Linked DNA regions of Mus musculus: region 2 is linked to region 1. Evidence: chromatin contacts called from public HiChIP or PLAC-seq data. All regions are on one chromosome and are shown on one strand. The core of a region is the stretch at or near the end of the contact, and the rest is flanking DNA. Distances in the headings are between cores, read along the strand shown. Region 1 holds the start of Nt5c2 (5'-nucleotidase, cytosolic II). Region 2 holds the start of Stn1 (STN1, CST complex subunit).

Region 1 (2,904 bases), core at 129-2,628:
CCTCAGCTGACCTAGGCAGGGTGAAAGGCACAGGAGGGTAAGTAGAAGCTGTTAGCAGAGCCCTCCTGTTTTCAAAAACACCCTGTGGTTCAGGTTGACTGCAAGTGTAATGAGTCAGTAGTATGTCTGCCAAGAACTTTCTTCTCTTTTTCATTTTCTTCTCCTTCCTCCTCTTTCTTCCTTGTTCCCCCCCCCCCCCTCACCATTGCTTCCTCTCCCTTTTTTCTTTCTTTCATTATGTTGCTCAGGTTAACTTCAAATTCTGGGCTCACGTAATCCTCTTGCCTTAGTCCTAGCATCTCCAGAAGCTAGGACTCCCGGCAAGCTACCATACTTAGTGTTCACTGAGAACTTTACTGCACAAATGCAAGGCGCTGTTACAAAGTGGAAGCCATAGTCCTCCTTGATTATGATGGTACTACAAAACTTGGCTTAGTCTTGGATGATACCATCTAAAGGAAATCAAAATCAAATCAGCCAAATGCCTGAGAGAAAGACAAAGATCCTCAGAATTAGGACAGAGGAAAAACAATGGGAGGGATCAAATATCCCCAACTCGGGAAGATCTTGGGCAAAGTCCAAGGTCGAAGAACCAGTAGATCAGTTGCTTTTCCGAGGCTCCCAGGACTAGAATTTGGTCTTTGCGATGAATTCCAGAGCTGCCCAGACTAAGGAATGCAGTGTTCTGGACATAGTGGGTGGGCTGTCTTGTAGTGAAGTACGGTAACGGGTGTCAGTGTATTCAACTACTATTTATTGTTTGCTAGGATCCAGAACTAAGCCTGGAGTCTGTATTGTTTCATTCTATCAATAATATCTCGGATAAATCAACTGTGTGTAGTCAGGTTCCTTGGTTGGTTCCCTGGGTAAGTAGTGAAACTAGGATTTGAACTCATTCTGATAAACCCCAAAGCTGGTCCCTATGATTATCATGGAGTTGAGTTCAAGGTCTTCCAGGGAGACCCTCTGGTTCGTTTGTCTAGGAGTAAGCTGCTAGGAGTAAGGGACACACTCTTCCCACCTTAGGGAAAGCCTCTCGCAGAGTAGGCGTGGTCACCTAAGGTAGGGGCGGGGCAGCCAGGAGTGTGCTGAGGGGAGCAGGCAAAAAGCCAAGAGGTGGTTATTCCTAGGAAATGGATAGGTTGTTAACGTGCATCACCCTCGGAGTTTAGCAGCTCTGGGAGTTCTGTGGTGGGAAGTTCCCCGAGCCCTGTGAGGGGCCCTGAGACAGGACCGCCCGCCAGGGAGCATCGCCGCGGCCGGCTTCTGCGGCGGAGCCCGGGTAAGGAACAGAGCGCCGGTCCCTGGCCGGGCGCGAGCTGGGGGCGGTGCCGGGGCGGCGGGGGCGGGGAGGGCGCGCGCCGAGGCGGCTGCGGCAGTTGCGCGCTAGGATTGCTGCCGTGCGGTGCGGCCGGTGAGTGCGGCGGCACCCGCGGCGGGCGGGAGGGGGCTTGGAGCGGGCGGGCGGCGAGCGAGCAGGCTGGGGAGGATGCGCGGCCCAGCGCGCGACCCAGCGGCCCCCGCCGTCCGCCCGGCGTCCCTTTCCTCAGGGCTCCCTACCCCGGCCCAGATCTGCCCGCGCGCCCGCGGCCTCAGCGCCCCGGCGTGGCGCACGCCCCCGGCCCGGGCGCCCCCGGCCCGCCGCAGCCCCTTCCCCGCGCGGCGGCGACGCCCCCGGCCCACGTCATGCTCGCGCCATTGTTTCCCAGCGTCCGCTAGCTGGGACCCCGCCTTTCTCGCGGAGTGGGCGGGCAGGCGCCGCTCTCGGTTCCCCTGGTCTCTCTGGGCTGGCAGCCTGGCCTCAGTTCTCGTGAGGCGGGTGCGGGGCTCCCCTCATGGGCTGCGAGCCTGGCAGGGTTTGGATCTGCCCGCGGAATGGCCCACGAGCCAGTTTTGTGGTGCGCAGTACTTCCTGGAAAGCTCACATCAATTGCAAGTCTCGCCTAAAGACGTTTGGAGGCGGTTTGTCCCTCGCCTTTTTTTTTCTGGGGCCCCCGAAGCCCTGCAGGGCGAGATGCAGAAGTGGGGCCTGTTACAAGAACAGCGTTTTGAGCGGTTGGCTTTGCCTGGCCGCAGCCTTTAAAAGCATTAGATGAAGGTTTGTGTCGGATTTGTTTCACAGCCTCGGTAGTCGAGGGCTGTGCTCTAATAGAGCACTCTGAAATGACTAGTCACTCAACACGGTTGCGTGTTCCCCACCACTTCTCTGCGCCCCCCCCCCCCCCGCACATTGTTTCATAATGACCGTAGACCTATAATTTTTCTTAAGGGATGCAAATTCCTTTGGCCGTCATGTGTAGGGGGAGGATGTTAAAACGGTGCCATTTATCGTAGACGTAGTGAGTACAGAAAGACTTCAGGTCTTTCACATAGTCACCTTAGCATTTTCCATCAATGGCTAAGAATGTAAGAGAAGACATCAGGGCTTAGAGGTTCAGTTTAACAAACCAGCTGGTTAAAAATTGCAATAAAATCGTTGCGGGTGCTCGTAGTGGCAAGGTGGTTATGCTGGGCTGTTGATACAAGGATTGATGCTTCCCGGCTTGCTTCCGAAGAGCATTTCCATTACAATATGAACCTGTTTGTAGGCCTCGAACAGGCTCTGTACCCTAGTGGCCTCGAACTTGGGATCTTTCTCTTCCAGGTCCCTAACAGATATTAATAGGCTTGTTCCACCATGCCTGAGCTTGAAAAACTGGTTTAAGCTTCACTCTTACCAAAAAAATGAACAAAAAGCCAAATTCAGTACTATTGGTTGTTGCATTATTCTCAGCCAGCATTAATCTGTAAAATAAGATGCCCTTCAAGGTTCTGTCGTATGAAACAGTACAGTCATCAGAAGCGTTTGGTAAATATGAGTACTCAGAGTGCCTGCTGGCCTTACTAGATGACATACGTCTTCCT
Region 2 (2,814 bases), core at 315-2,814, 570 kb before region 1:
AGAGAAAACCCTGTTATCTTTGTAAAGATGGAGATCACAAAGCATACTCGTTTGCCTATTTAAGACATACAGTTCAAACTCGCTGTTTTCCGAAGAATTTGCTGGAACCTTAGCTTTCTGGAAAGAATGATACTATCTGTCAAAAAAAAAAAAAGTCTATAAAATTTGTTATTTGGCACCAAGTTGCCAAAAGAAAGGGCTCCTAGCATTGACTTTTAAAATATCGATCGGCCTTGAATGTTGTAGGGTGTTGTGCTGGTCCTGCGGGGTTGAAGATTTCAGGATCGTCCAGGAAGGCTTGGAGTCTGGGAGTTCTACAGGAGGGAGGCTGAGATCTTTACAAAGCTCCATGCAAACCCCTCAATCTGGAATTCTACAGCTCACCCTCAGCTTCGTTACCATCTACTCCTCAGGTCTGGGGCTCAGATCAAGAGGCACACTCCCCTCTAAAGAGTCCTCCATCACTGTAAAAGATGACATCAGGGGAGTCTGCTTCTATTTATACCACAAGGCGTGGCCCTCCCCCAGGTTGGCAGTAAACCCAGAGTCCAGCGCTCTAGCCCTGAGAGCTCTGAGCGTCATTTCTGAAAATACCTCAACTTCTGAGGACAGCGGAGACTGGTCCCTGGACTCCACCCTGGCGCAGAGGTGTGCAGTCCTGAGAATGTCACCCAACCTGTCTTTCTCTACCTGACAGGTGAATTGGAAGCATCCATCCTACTATGTTTCCTTGGGAGAGAACCTCTTCTAGTAGAGAGGGATTGGGTTTACACAGATCTTAAACTCCACGGGCCCAGCCATTCTGTGCCACAGAGTCTGGGAGACACTGTCCGCTCCTTCTGTGGCCAGGGCAGTAACTGAAAGCCATGGTTCTAATGACACCCAGTTTCCATCCCAGCCCTTCTCTGATAGTTTAGCAATGATCTCTTTGGCCTCCTGCCTCTTTTGCCGCTGGAGTGAGTGACCTGCCCTCTCCTAGGCGTGTGAGTCCCTGTGAGTAGGGAAAAACGTCTTTATTTATATGGGTGGAGACAGTGGAGACAGGGCTCCAAGGAGGTGGCCATGGTTTATACAAGAATTGTCAGTCTCTCAAGAGTTAAAGGCACAACATCCTGGAGGAAACCTCATAGGGGTGGTTTCCGTTAGAGACAAGACCTCTCATTCTCTCGGGGCCTCAGGTTTAGAGCAGAACATCTGCAAGCGAGACTGTAGCATCCCTACGATGTCAGGGGATCATTACCAGCTGTGAAGAAACAGTAAAATACCCCATTGCCTAATTTCGTTGTTTGTTGCTTTAATCAGTCAAGACAACCCCCTGCCCTACTTTTAAAAAAGAAAATTTAAGTTTGATCCCGTCCCAATTTCCTGGAACCGTCTGAGGGAATCGGAGTGACAAATGTGACATGGAAGGCGGGATTTGAGCAGCAGGAATTCCCGGGCTGGCTCGGGAATCTCCGAGATTAGGAGAGCCCCCAAGAGCCTGCGCAGGGTGTATGTAGACCGGGAAGGCGGCGTGGGCGGAACCGATACGTGGGGTGGGCGTGGCCTTGAGGAGGACGTCGGGGGCGTGGCCTCAGCGGGAGTGGCTGGCGGTAGCTAGGCGCGGGTGGCGGGAAGGAAATACGCCGGCGGGAGTGTGCTCGCTTCCTTCTCGCAACCGGAACTGGTTCGGCAATCTTGGCTGGCTGCTCCTGCTTCGGGAGAAGTTGTAAACTGCTCTGATTTCTGCCTCTTTTTCCTTTCCTCCGCTCTTCCCAGAGGTGAAAGGTCGAAGCTTGGATAGACACACCTTCAGGGCCCCCAAAGTCCACGGCCACAGGGACTCTCTCCATTACTCTCCGGATTCACTCGTTAAAACTCCTTTTTGGGGTACGCCTGTGTGTATGGTTATCCTCAAAGTGGAGAATTAGTATTTAGGGGATGTAGCTCAGTTGTTGGAGAGCACTTGCCTAGCCTGCACGAAACCTTGCATGAAGCCCTGCGTTCCATCCCCAGCACTGTATAAACCAGGTCTGATGGGACATGCCAGTAATCCCAGTACTGGAGGATCACTAGTTCAAAGCCATCCTCCACTACATAGCTAGATTAAGATCAGCCGGGGCTATCTGAGACCTCGTCTGAAAAGAAAATTTGGTGTTTAACTGATTCTCAGTTGGTATTTCGTCCGAAGGAGCCTCATACAAGGACTTTGCCATCTGCTAGGCATGAAGTTTGACAGGGTCCTGAACCCCTGTGTTACCCTCCTAAGACTTCTGGATGACCGTTACCCACACTAAACACCCTAAAACCTTATTTTTGTTTTCTTTTGTAGAGTCTTGGCTCTGGGTTAGCAGATGCCACAGCCCTGCCTCTTGATGGAGTGTGAATCCAGTCCAAGGGAAGAGGAGATCCCGCCCCTCTTTTGGGGTCTGGATCCTGTGTTTCTAGCCTTTGCAAAACTCTACATCAAGGATATCCTGGAGATGAAGGAGTCCCAACAAGTGCCAGGTATGTGGCCTGTCAGCTTAACGGACGCCCTGTGCTGCACCCTGACCCTCAAAGATACAGAAAGCCGGAGGCTTAGGGCATCTAAAGAGCCCTGTCTGAAAGTTATCTAGCCTCAACCTTGGAAAGAGTTTATTACTGTGATTTTTGTGCAAATTAAAGACAACCTAAGAATTTGAAGTTGATCAAACTTTGAGCTTTGCATTGAGCTCTTTCTCCCAACCTGTACATAACCAGATTCCAACGCTCGGATGATGGAAATAGAGACGATGAAGGGTTCAAAGCCAGCCTGGGCTACATAAGAGCTTTTCTCAATAAAATACATAACTA

The links. HiChIP or PLAC-seq counts read pairs in DNA pulled down with a chosen protein or histone mark.
Region 2: a contact with region 1 is called in an HNF4G HiChIP or PLAC-seq map of pancreatic cancer cells. The contact joins the promoter of Stn1 here to the promoter of Nt5c2 in region 1. A contact is called at or near these places in 1 of 39 promoter capture datasets (pre-B cells) and 2 of 115 datasets of contacts at active chromatin or transcription factors (bone marrow-derived macrophages and pancreatic cancer cells).

The regions. Positions count from the first base shown.
Region 1 is chr19:46,960,782-46,963,685 of GRCm38.p6, reverse strand. It overlaps Nt5c2 (5'-nucleotidase, cytosolic II), which reads left to right and starts at 1,378. Exons shown (of 18, transcript NM_029810.5): 1 at 1,378-1,414.
Region 2 is chr19:47,535,869-47,538,682 of GRCm38.p6, reverse strand. Stn1 (STN1, CST complex subunit) reads left to right here and starts at 1,564. Exons shown (of 10, transcript NM_175360.3): 1 at 1,564-1,869; 2 at 2,312-2,487. The coding sequence starts at 2,334.